Regions from separate parts of the Mus musculus genome. Here regions 1 and 3 are each linked to region 2. A link is a contact called in public HiChIP or PLAC-seq data. All regions are on one chromosome and are shown on one strand. The core of a region is the stretch at or near the end of the contact, and the rest is flanking DNA. Distances in the headings are between cores, read along the strand shown. Region 1 overlaps Cdc42se2 (CDC42 small effector 2). Region 2 overlaps Lyrm7 (LYR motif containing 7). Region 3 overlaps Cdc42se2 (CDC42 small effector 2).

Region 1 (2,934 bases), core at 322-2,821, 100 kb before region 2:
CTTATCCTCTAACTTCCACACATGAGAGCTAAACTCTGATTCTTTATGATAACAATTCTGATAATTCTCTTCTAGTTTTCTGGAATGGACATAAGTATAGTTTCACTACTAGTTACCATACTGTAGGAGGGCACAGCAGAACTTTCATTCTTACTGTAACTTAGTACCCTCTGATTAAGCATAGCTCCAAGCAGGCTTAACTGCCCTTGAGTCCAAGGCCTCAGCCAGTGCCTTTGTGGAAACACCCTCACTGCTCACCACAGTGCAGCCCATAGACACGAAGCTCCTCTAGTATTTTCACATGTGTTATTTGGTTTGTCCATGTATGTCACATGTTCTGGTTTATATATAAAGAGCTACAACCCACCTTTGAATGTTAACTTCTCATTTCCAGCAGGTCCATTTTGCCCCTTTAGTCACCTGTCTTAAATGGCTACACTGTTTAAATTAACATGGAACTTCTTGCTTTACCATCTATAATAACTGCCTACCAACCCCCATGTCTTAGACAGGGTTTCTATTCCTGCACAAACATCATGACCAAGAAGCAAGTTGGGGAGGAAAGGGTTTATTCAGCTTACACTTCCACATTGCTGTTCATCACAAAAGGAAGTCAGGACTGGAACTCAAGCAGGTCAGGAAGCAGGAGCTGATGCAGAGGCCATGGAGGGATGTTACTTACAGGCTTGCTTCCCCTGCCTTGCTCAGCTTGCTTTCTTATAGAACCCAAGACTACCAGCCCAGGGATGGCACCACTCACAAGGGGCCCTCCCCTCTTGATCAATAATTGAGAAAATGCCTTACAGCTGGATCTCATGGAGGCATTTCCTCACCTGAAGCTCCCTTCTCTGTGATACCTGCAGCCTGTGTCAAGTTGACACAAAACCAGCCAATACACCACATTTCCCCAAATTTGTATTTTCTTCACATATCCAGTGGACACACCTTTAATCCCCAGCACCAGGGAGGCAGAGGCAGGAGATCACTGTGAGTTTGTGGCTAGCCTGATCTACAGATTGGGTTCCAGGACAGTCAGGACTACACAGAGAAATCCTGTATCAAAAAAACAAAAACAAAACCTAAAACAACAACAAAAGATGTTTCCTACAATGCCTTGGGAAATGTTAATGTGCTTGCCCTCTGCAAACTACATTTTTAGAATTATTTCAGGTGTATGAACCTAAAATATTTATATATAAACATCTTCAAGGAATACTGAATCTGTTGCTAAAAAATTCAACATTGTTATTCTATCAATAGTTACCTTCACTTCTTGAGCTGAAAGTTGCTTAAAATACTTCCATTTTCAAAACTTTATACTTTTAAATCTAAGTACTGTTTGTTACAGAAGACAAAAGGATCAGGAGTTCAAGGTCACCTTCAGCTATACAGCAAGTCTGAGGCTAGCCTGGGCTACATGAGTGTTCTCAACAAAATACAAACCAAGGCAAAACCCCTACACTTAAAACAAAACAAAACAAAACAAAACAAAACCAAAACAGACAAACTATGCACAGGGGAGCGGCATTCCAACAGCTACACAGCTCAGCACATTCCACACATAAATCAACATCAGACTGGTCTATAGCAGCAGAGCTTTCTTCTAAAACCTAATCTTAGAGAAGGAAGAGCTGGACACAATTCAGAAACTGGGCACACTCAAGTCAGAATTTAGACTTTGAAATAAAGACAAGTGGCCAAGTTTAGATGCTGTGACTGAGAGTGGCATTCCCCTAGCGATCCAAAGACTTTCAGAAGCTTAAGTATTCCAATCATTTAGAACTGCTAGCATGGAGAAGTGACAGGCCCTAGCACCCATTATTTTTCTGTTGTAAAACAGAATGCCGTGTTTCAGTTTCCAGATCTAAAATGAAGGCTAAATTAGATGCTATATGCACAGACACTGCATACTACATGTTCTTATTTGATATCAAAATTTTAAATTACAAATACAAGTATAAAGTAACATACAGGATTTTTTTGGTGGTGGTGGTTTTGTTTTGTTTTGTTTTCCCAAGATGAGATGGTACTATGTTGCCCAGATTAGTTCTGACTTCCAAGCCTCAGCCTCAGCCTCAGCCTCCCAGGTAGCTCAGCCTACAAGCACACACTACCATCCATGTCTTACTGTAATCTAAGGGCATGTGCACATGCATACAAGTACACGTGGAGGCCAGAAAACCGTGTCAGACGACCTGGCTCTGGTGTTGCAAGGGCAGGTGGTGTGTGTGTGTGTGTGTGTGTGTGTGTGTGTGTGTGTGTGACATGAGCCACCCAATGTGGATGCTGGGAACAGAACTGAGGTCCTCTAGTAGAACTATGCACCCTTAACCACTGAACCATCTCTTTAACATCAAGAGGGAAATGTTTTTTAAATGAAAATGTTATATTCATACAAAAAAACAATAAATACCAGCTTTACAGAGCACGATGATTCTTGAAAAGCATTATATAAAACAGCACACAGAGAACCACTGCCACAAATTTCAAAACCAGTTTGGGTAATTTTTGTCTAGAGATAGAAAAATAAGTCAAAGTAAAGTTGTTAACAGCCAGGAGGGCATTCAAGGGCAGGAATACAAACAGAAAGGGATGCGCATAAATACTCCTGGACCACTGACTCCGTTCTGCCCTCCTCCTGACTCCATGTTGGGCTGGAATGAAAGTCAGGCAAGCAGTCCACCACTGGCTATGACCCTAGTCCTGATCTCTTTTAAACCTGGGTGATAGCTATATAAAAGTATTTGTTAACCAGGACATTTGTGCATCACACAAGTGTCTATATACATATTTTGAAAGATTTATCTTTTAATTTAAAAACATTACGTGTATAGGTTTTTTGCTTCCATGTGTGTAGATGCACCTTGTCTGTGGCCTAATGGCCACAAAGTTCAAAAAAGGAAATCAAAACTCTTGGAAGTAGAGTTACAAATG
Region 2 (2,855 bases), core at 249-2,748:
CCCTTTTGAAACATGGCAGGTCTGAGCTAGTAGACGTCCTGGTGCTGCTGAGAACCCAGGCTCTTCTCTCCCTGACTGCAGCCCCCGGTGATCAGCAGTCTGCCTTCCCTCCCTTCTGCTGCCACCACATTTGCACAGCAGGAAGGAAGAACAAAGAGCAGGAGGGGCGCCCCACCCAGACCGTTCCTCCTCTGCAAAACAACGGCTTCCGTGGAAATAACGCGCAGTAGGTAGGTGCTTATAGAAGATGCCAGAGCGTCTGGGAAATCACATTATATCTTCCTTGATGTCCCTCTCTGGACATGAACATGGGCAATAAGCAAGTCACAGAACACTCTCATTTACTACCTGTCCCCAGAGCCTCACCAGGATTCATATTGAGGCTCTGGTTAATGGGCTGGCCTGCTCTACCCAATGGGTCTACTTGTGGCTCACACGGTAAACACTGATGCTGCTTTAGTTAGAAATAAAGGACGGGATGAAGAATAAAAACATGGGATTGGGAATCGTGGTAGTGGTCAGGCCACAGAAAATCCTCATCCCCGGGACAGGAAAAGATAATGACTTAATAACAGAATAATTCCTCAGCCTGCCAATTTGGCACTACCAAATCTAGTTTCAAGAGACTCAAATCCCCCTCTGACCGCACTCTGAGCCACTTCCTGTCCTGGGGAGATGGAGATCTTGGGGAAGACAGCCTCTTTGGGGGGTCTTCAGAAGCTGTCCCAGTCCACTTCCTGTTACTCTGAGTTCAGGAGACCAGGGAAGGCGTCAAGAGTAGACTTAAACCAGACAAGCCTGGGTTCCTTAGCAATGCAATCTTGCTCAGAAATTGGAAACTTCAAGTCTGCTTCCAGAAACACGAAGCCACAAGCAGGCATCCTGACCCAACTGTAAGCACTAAAGACAGTCAGTCATCTTTTAGTAATGGCCACTGCGATTTGCCGTACTCACTTGAGGTTCCATTTAACATTTTAACATTTGTCGAATTCAGATACTTTACTATCAAAGGCTGGAAGGTGCAACTGTCCCTACCAGAGAGCAGCTCAGAAGCAGAGGAACTAACAAAGGAAAGTGGTGTGTGGGATGTGGAACTCTCAGAGAATGAACTGCCATTGTTGTGGAGCAGATTTCAGCACAATGGACGCCATGATGGGCATTCCATTCAGGCCTGGACCCAGGTCAGGGGAAGCGACATCTGCCACAGGAAACAAAAGGACTTCATTCATCAAGGTCCACAGTTCTGGGAAAGTCCCTAACTAAGGTGTGTCTTGAACCTGTGTCCAAGTGGTCTTCCCTGAAGGATGCTTTTCAACAGTTGCTCACCCAGAGACCCTCTTAATGTCCACATGACCTGGAAGTCACAGCAGACTGAGAAGATGCCAGAGCTGACAGACATGTTCCCTATCAGAAAAGCACTCGTTTGAGAAGTCCAGACTTCTGCAGCTTCCAAAATGTATTCCTGTTTCCACGCCTCCAGGCTGTGGGAAAACATTTATCACCATGGCTACAGCTAAAGCAGCTGTCTGTTGGTCACATTAACTTTCAGTCTTCCAACACTGGTAAGTGGTGTGAAGAATCTCCGAAATTGGCTGCTATTGTTTTTCTACTTTACCACAAAGCTACAGCCTTCCATTATGTTATAAAGACTCCTTTCTATAAAGCTGTTCAAGTTCTGACCACGAAGCTACAGCCATGAGGAGAGCTTAGTTTAGGAGTCTCTGGGACTGGACGAGATACTAATCATAGCTGCCAAGTCACAGTGATCGCACCCTGACTAGGCTAGAATGAGAAGAATGTCTGTAAGATTTTACTCCAAGCAGCCAGCTCCAAAACAAAGAGACCAATCTTGAAACTTATCTTAAACAATCAGGTGAGGCTTGCAGATCTGCTACAAGTTGCCCAGGAAACTGATGGGTTTTCTGGAAGTGATTTCAAGACACAGGAGATATTAGGCCCAGCCTGTTAGCATAACACACCTTTAATTCCAACACTGGGAGAGGGAGGCAGGCAGATTCTTGGAATTCGAGGCCAGTCTGATCTATGTAGCAAGTTCTAGGACAGCCAGGGCTACACAGAGAGACCCTATCTCAAAGATAAATAAAAACAAAACAAAACAAAACAAAACAAAAGGAATGTGAGATGCTGCCTTCCCATAGAGGGAGAGAGGGAGGAGATGCTAATTGTACACCAGGAGAAACCCAAAATCCTGTGTGCGGAGGGTCTGCACGGCAGCTGCACAGGTGAAGGAGTCAGGTTTTAGTTCTTGTTTGTTTAGAGAAAGAGTTAAGAGCCTTTACACGGTTCAGTCATCTAGTTTGCTGTGGAAGCTCATCTCACAGTGGGAGGAGGGTGTACCGAGTGCTCTTAAAACACACAAATCCAACTTTGGTAGATAACCAAAAGCTACCTTTTGGAACAAAGCACGGAAGAATCCATCCATGACCTTGCTTGATATTTAAGTATTCTACAACAGGATCCAAAAGTACCCACCAGAAAAGAAAAATAGGCCAAGTAGCCTCCATTCAAATAAGGAACTCCTCAAAGGGAAAAGACACGGGAGAAGGCTCTTAGGCTGCACACATCCAACAAAAGGTTTGTATTTAGAACACACAGAATTCCTTTACGTCAATAAAGAGAGACAAGTGAACAGAGGCTTCAATAGGTACTTTATAAAGAGAACACTCTGACCTGCACTAACTGAAGGTGTTCACGCTTCCTTAGTCAGCAGACAATTGCTAACTAAGGGGCCTGTTAGATGGGTAGAGGTGCATGTCACCAAGCCTGGCACCCCAAATTCAATTTCTCAAACCCACGTGTTAAAAGCTATCTTCTGACCTCCTCTTGTATGTATG
Region 3 (2,700 bases), core at 4-2,503, 82 kb before region 2:
TTCAACTTCCAACCTCCATGTGGTGGTTCACACCTATCTTAACTCCAGTTCCAGACGATCTGATGCAAAACCCTCATAAACACAAAATAAAACAAATCTTAGAAACAAATACATAATGAAAGCAAACATCTTCCCGCTCTAGTCTGGGTAAGACTTGTTCATTCCTCATGCACAATCTTATTTTTGAGACAGGGTTTCCCTGTGTAGCCTTGGCTGTTCTGGAACTTGATCTGTAGACCAGGAGGGCCTCACACTCAGAGATCCGCCCGTCTCTGCCTGGGACTACTGGTAGTAAAGGGTATGTGCCACCACATCTAGCCTGTTGTACATATTTTTTTTAATATTTTAAAATTTTATTTATTTATTCATTCACTTTACATCCCAATATCAGCCCCCCTCTCCTCCAAGTACCCCTTCACACAGATCCTCTCCCTCCCCTTCTCCTCTGAGCAGAGCCCCCTCCCCAGTATAACCCCCCACACATTCTTTTTAAAAATTACCGCAATATCATTTCAGCAAGATAATAAAGATAAACTGAATTTAAAAAAAAATAAAACATAGCAAGTAGAGATGGTTCAGCAAATAAAGTCCTTGCACAGCATGAGAACCTGAGTGTGACTTCCGAGTACCCAAGGAAAACCGGAAGCCTACAGAAATAGGAGAATCCAAGAAAACTCACCAGCCAACCAACCTGTGAACAAAAGACCCTCCTCCTCTCACCTGTGCATGCATGCTGTGACACACACACACACACACTCCAGCAGTAAGAGAGAAAAATAAAGGTTTTACAGTTCCATCCCCAGGCATACTTCCACCATTCACTACAAACAGGAAACACACTATAAAAGGTTTTTTACTAACACTAGCTTACTTGCAACCGAAAACATTAGGCCTGGAAAAAAAAACAACTTTATATAAACAACAAAATTAATGGTTCATATTTAGATAACACTTCAGAATGTATCAAATCTATGTTGAAATGTTTTGAATCTTACCACCTTCAGAACACCCTGCATGCATGCCTTGTAGAGCAGAAGGATGCTCATGCTCCCAGGTTACGTCCCTTCCTGTACTTCAGGGCTGGACATTTTTTTTTCCAAAAAAGTAACAACCACCACCAAAAGCAATCCCCTACCTTTTCCAGATCTTCCTCTTGTAGTTAATTTATCTGGAACGTAAGCAGGGCTGAGTAAGCAGCTCCTGGGCGTGAGCAGCACTGTGAGGCTTGCAGGCTTCCTGTGCTGATGAGTTTGAGTGCTTAGTGCGCAGGAGGAGGATCACCTTCAGAAGCCACTGTCACCAGCAGCAGCTGTGGCCCCAGATTCAGAGTTCTGACAGCCACCTGCCAGTTTCAACTTCCTGACCCCTAGGACATAACTATGGGCCTATCTTCTTGAATATATTAATTCAAAACTACTTCAATTCTATTCTTCCAGACCACCCATTCCCTTTTGTGTGTGTGTGGGGGGGGGGGTTGCTGAGACAGTCTCACATGGTCCAGGAACTCCTGATCCCCCCCCCCCCCCCCCACACACACACACACACATCTGCTCTACCTTGAGAATGACCCTGAAGCCTGATCCTCCTTATTCAGTAATTCTATCACCACCAACTGTCCTTCTGAAACCGTAAAGTGTTTGTTTCATAGAATAGACTCTGAAAGTTACGTAAGTGTCTTGTGTTTAAACACACATTACTTGTATTTATTCCTTCACCCCATTTTAGAAGTCTAATACATAAGACTTCGTATTATGAATTTAATTTGTAAGGTCAGTATGAAGAATTAAACCTGGCCTGGTGGCAAATGCCCGAAACTTCATCATTCAAAAAACAAGAAAACAAAGTTCTGACAGATGTAATGTGGAATTATTTTATGTATAATGTATGACAATTAATGGACTAATAAAATACTAACACTCCTGTGGTAGTTTGGATAAAAATGGCCCCCACAGGTCCATAGGGAGTGGCAATTACTAGGAGGTGTGTCCCTAGAGTGGGTGTGGCTTTGCTGGAGGAGGTGTGTGACTTTGAGGTCTCAAAAGCTCAAGCCTGTTCACTTCCTGTTGCCTGTGATCAAGGTGTACAATCTTAGCTCCTCCTAGCACCATGTGTGCTTTTCATGATGATGATAATGGACTAAACCTCTGAAACTGCAAGCCAATTCCAGTTAAATATGTTCCTTTATAAGAATTGCCATGGACGTGATGTCTCTTCCCAGCAATAGAAACCCTAACTAAGACAACTCCTAAGACTACAATGATCCGGTTTTTCTAAATTAAATACATTTCTGTTAACATAAAGATGCAATTGCTGTTGTTTTAAAAGTTTCCTTGCCAGCTTGGTGATACAACCATCTGTAAGGCCAGCATCCAGCAGACCGAAGCAGAAAATCAGGAGTTTAAAATCAGTTTAATCTACACTGTTAGACCCTGTTTCAGAAGCCAAAAAAACAAAACAAACAAACAAAAAAGCCACCCTATATAAATAAAATGTTCCTTTTGCTCTGCCAAGTATAGAAATGTTTTAAAACTCAATAACTTTTATCTCCCAGACTACTCACTGGACAGTTGCACATGCGCAATCTTAAATCATGTTACTGCACTGACCACCATTCTCCCTTGAGTTCTCTATAGTGAATCTAAATTGCCAGTGCAATGCTGGAGATGACAAGCACAGGCTTGGATATGGGCGTTTTGTCTC

Evidence for each region. HiChIP or PLAC-seq counts read pairs in DNA pulled down with a chosen protein or histone mark.
Region 1: an H3K27ac HiChIP or PLAC-seq map of trophoblast stem cells shows a contact between it and region 2, with 27 read pairs. The contact joins two enhancer-like sites. A contact is called at or near these places in 2 of 15 datasets of contacts at CTCF or cohesin (CD8 T cells and large pre-B cells), 3 of 484 Hi-C or Micro-C datasets (bone marrow-derived macrophages, liver and nephron progenitors), 18 of 115 datasets of contacts at active chromatin or transcription factors (CD8 T cells, the HPC-7 cell line, bone marrow-derived macrophages and 11 more) and 4 of 9 other capture datasets (adipose tissue, embryonic stem cells, liver and 1 more).
Region 3: an H3K27ac HiChIP or PLAC-seq map of trophoblast stem cells shows a contact between it and region 2, with 42 read pairs. The contact joins two enhancer-like sites. A contact is called at or near these places in 3 of 15 datasets of contacts at CTCF or cohesin (CD8 T cells, large pre-B cells and pro-B cells), 12 of 484 Hi-C or Micro-C datasets (the AML12 cell line, ECoMG myeloid progenitors, the HPC-5 cell line and 8 more), 16 of 115 datasets of contacts at active chromatin or transcription factors (the HPC-7 cell line, bone marrow-derived dendritic cells, bone marrow-derived macrophages and 11 more) and 4 of 9 other capture datasets (adipose tissue, embryonic stem cells, liver and 1 more).

What each region holds. Positions count from the first base shown.
Region 1 is chr11:54,742,905-54,745,838 of GRCm38.p6, forward strand. The region is part of intron 2 of Cdc42se2 (CDC42 small effector 2); the gene reads right to left. Among named protein-coding and RNA genes, the nearest start is that of Cdc42se2, 43 kb to the right of the region's middle. Within about 2 kb of position 1,572, at least 8 of the 459 cell types and tissues checked have an H3K27ac peak or open chromatin away from gene starts, as enhancers often do. A contact at or near this core is called in embryonic stem cells and trophoblast stem cells, where this site is marked.
Region 2 is chr11:54,844,478-54,847,332 of GRCm38.p6, forward strand. All of the region lies in intron 4 of Lyrm7 (LYR motif containing 7), which reads right to left. It also overlaps the pseudogene Gm18818. Among named protein-coding and RNA genes, the nearest start is that of Gm31490, 14 kb to the right of the region's middle. Within about 2 kb of position 1,499, at least 127 of the 459 cell types and tissues checked have an H3K27ac peak or open chromatin away from gene starts, as enhancers often do. A contact at or near this core is called in CD8 T cells, Th2 cells, double positive thymocytes and 5 more, where this site is marked.
Region 3 is chr11:54,762,943-54,765,642 of GRCm38.p6, forward strand. All of the region lies in intron 1 of Cdc42se2 (CDC42 small effector 2), which reads right to left. Among named protein-coding and RNA genes, the nearest start is that of Cdc42se2, 23 kb to the right of the region's middle. Within about 2 kb of position 1,254, at least 57 of the 459 cell types and tissues checked have an H3K27ac peak or open chromatin away from gene starts, as enhancers often do. A contact at or near this core is called in CD8 T cells, Th2 cells, double positive thymocytes and 4 more, where this site is marked.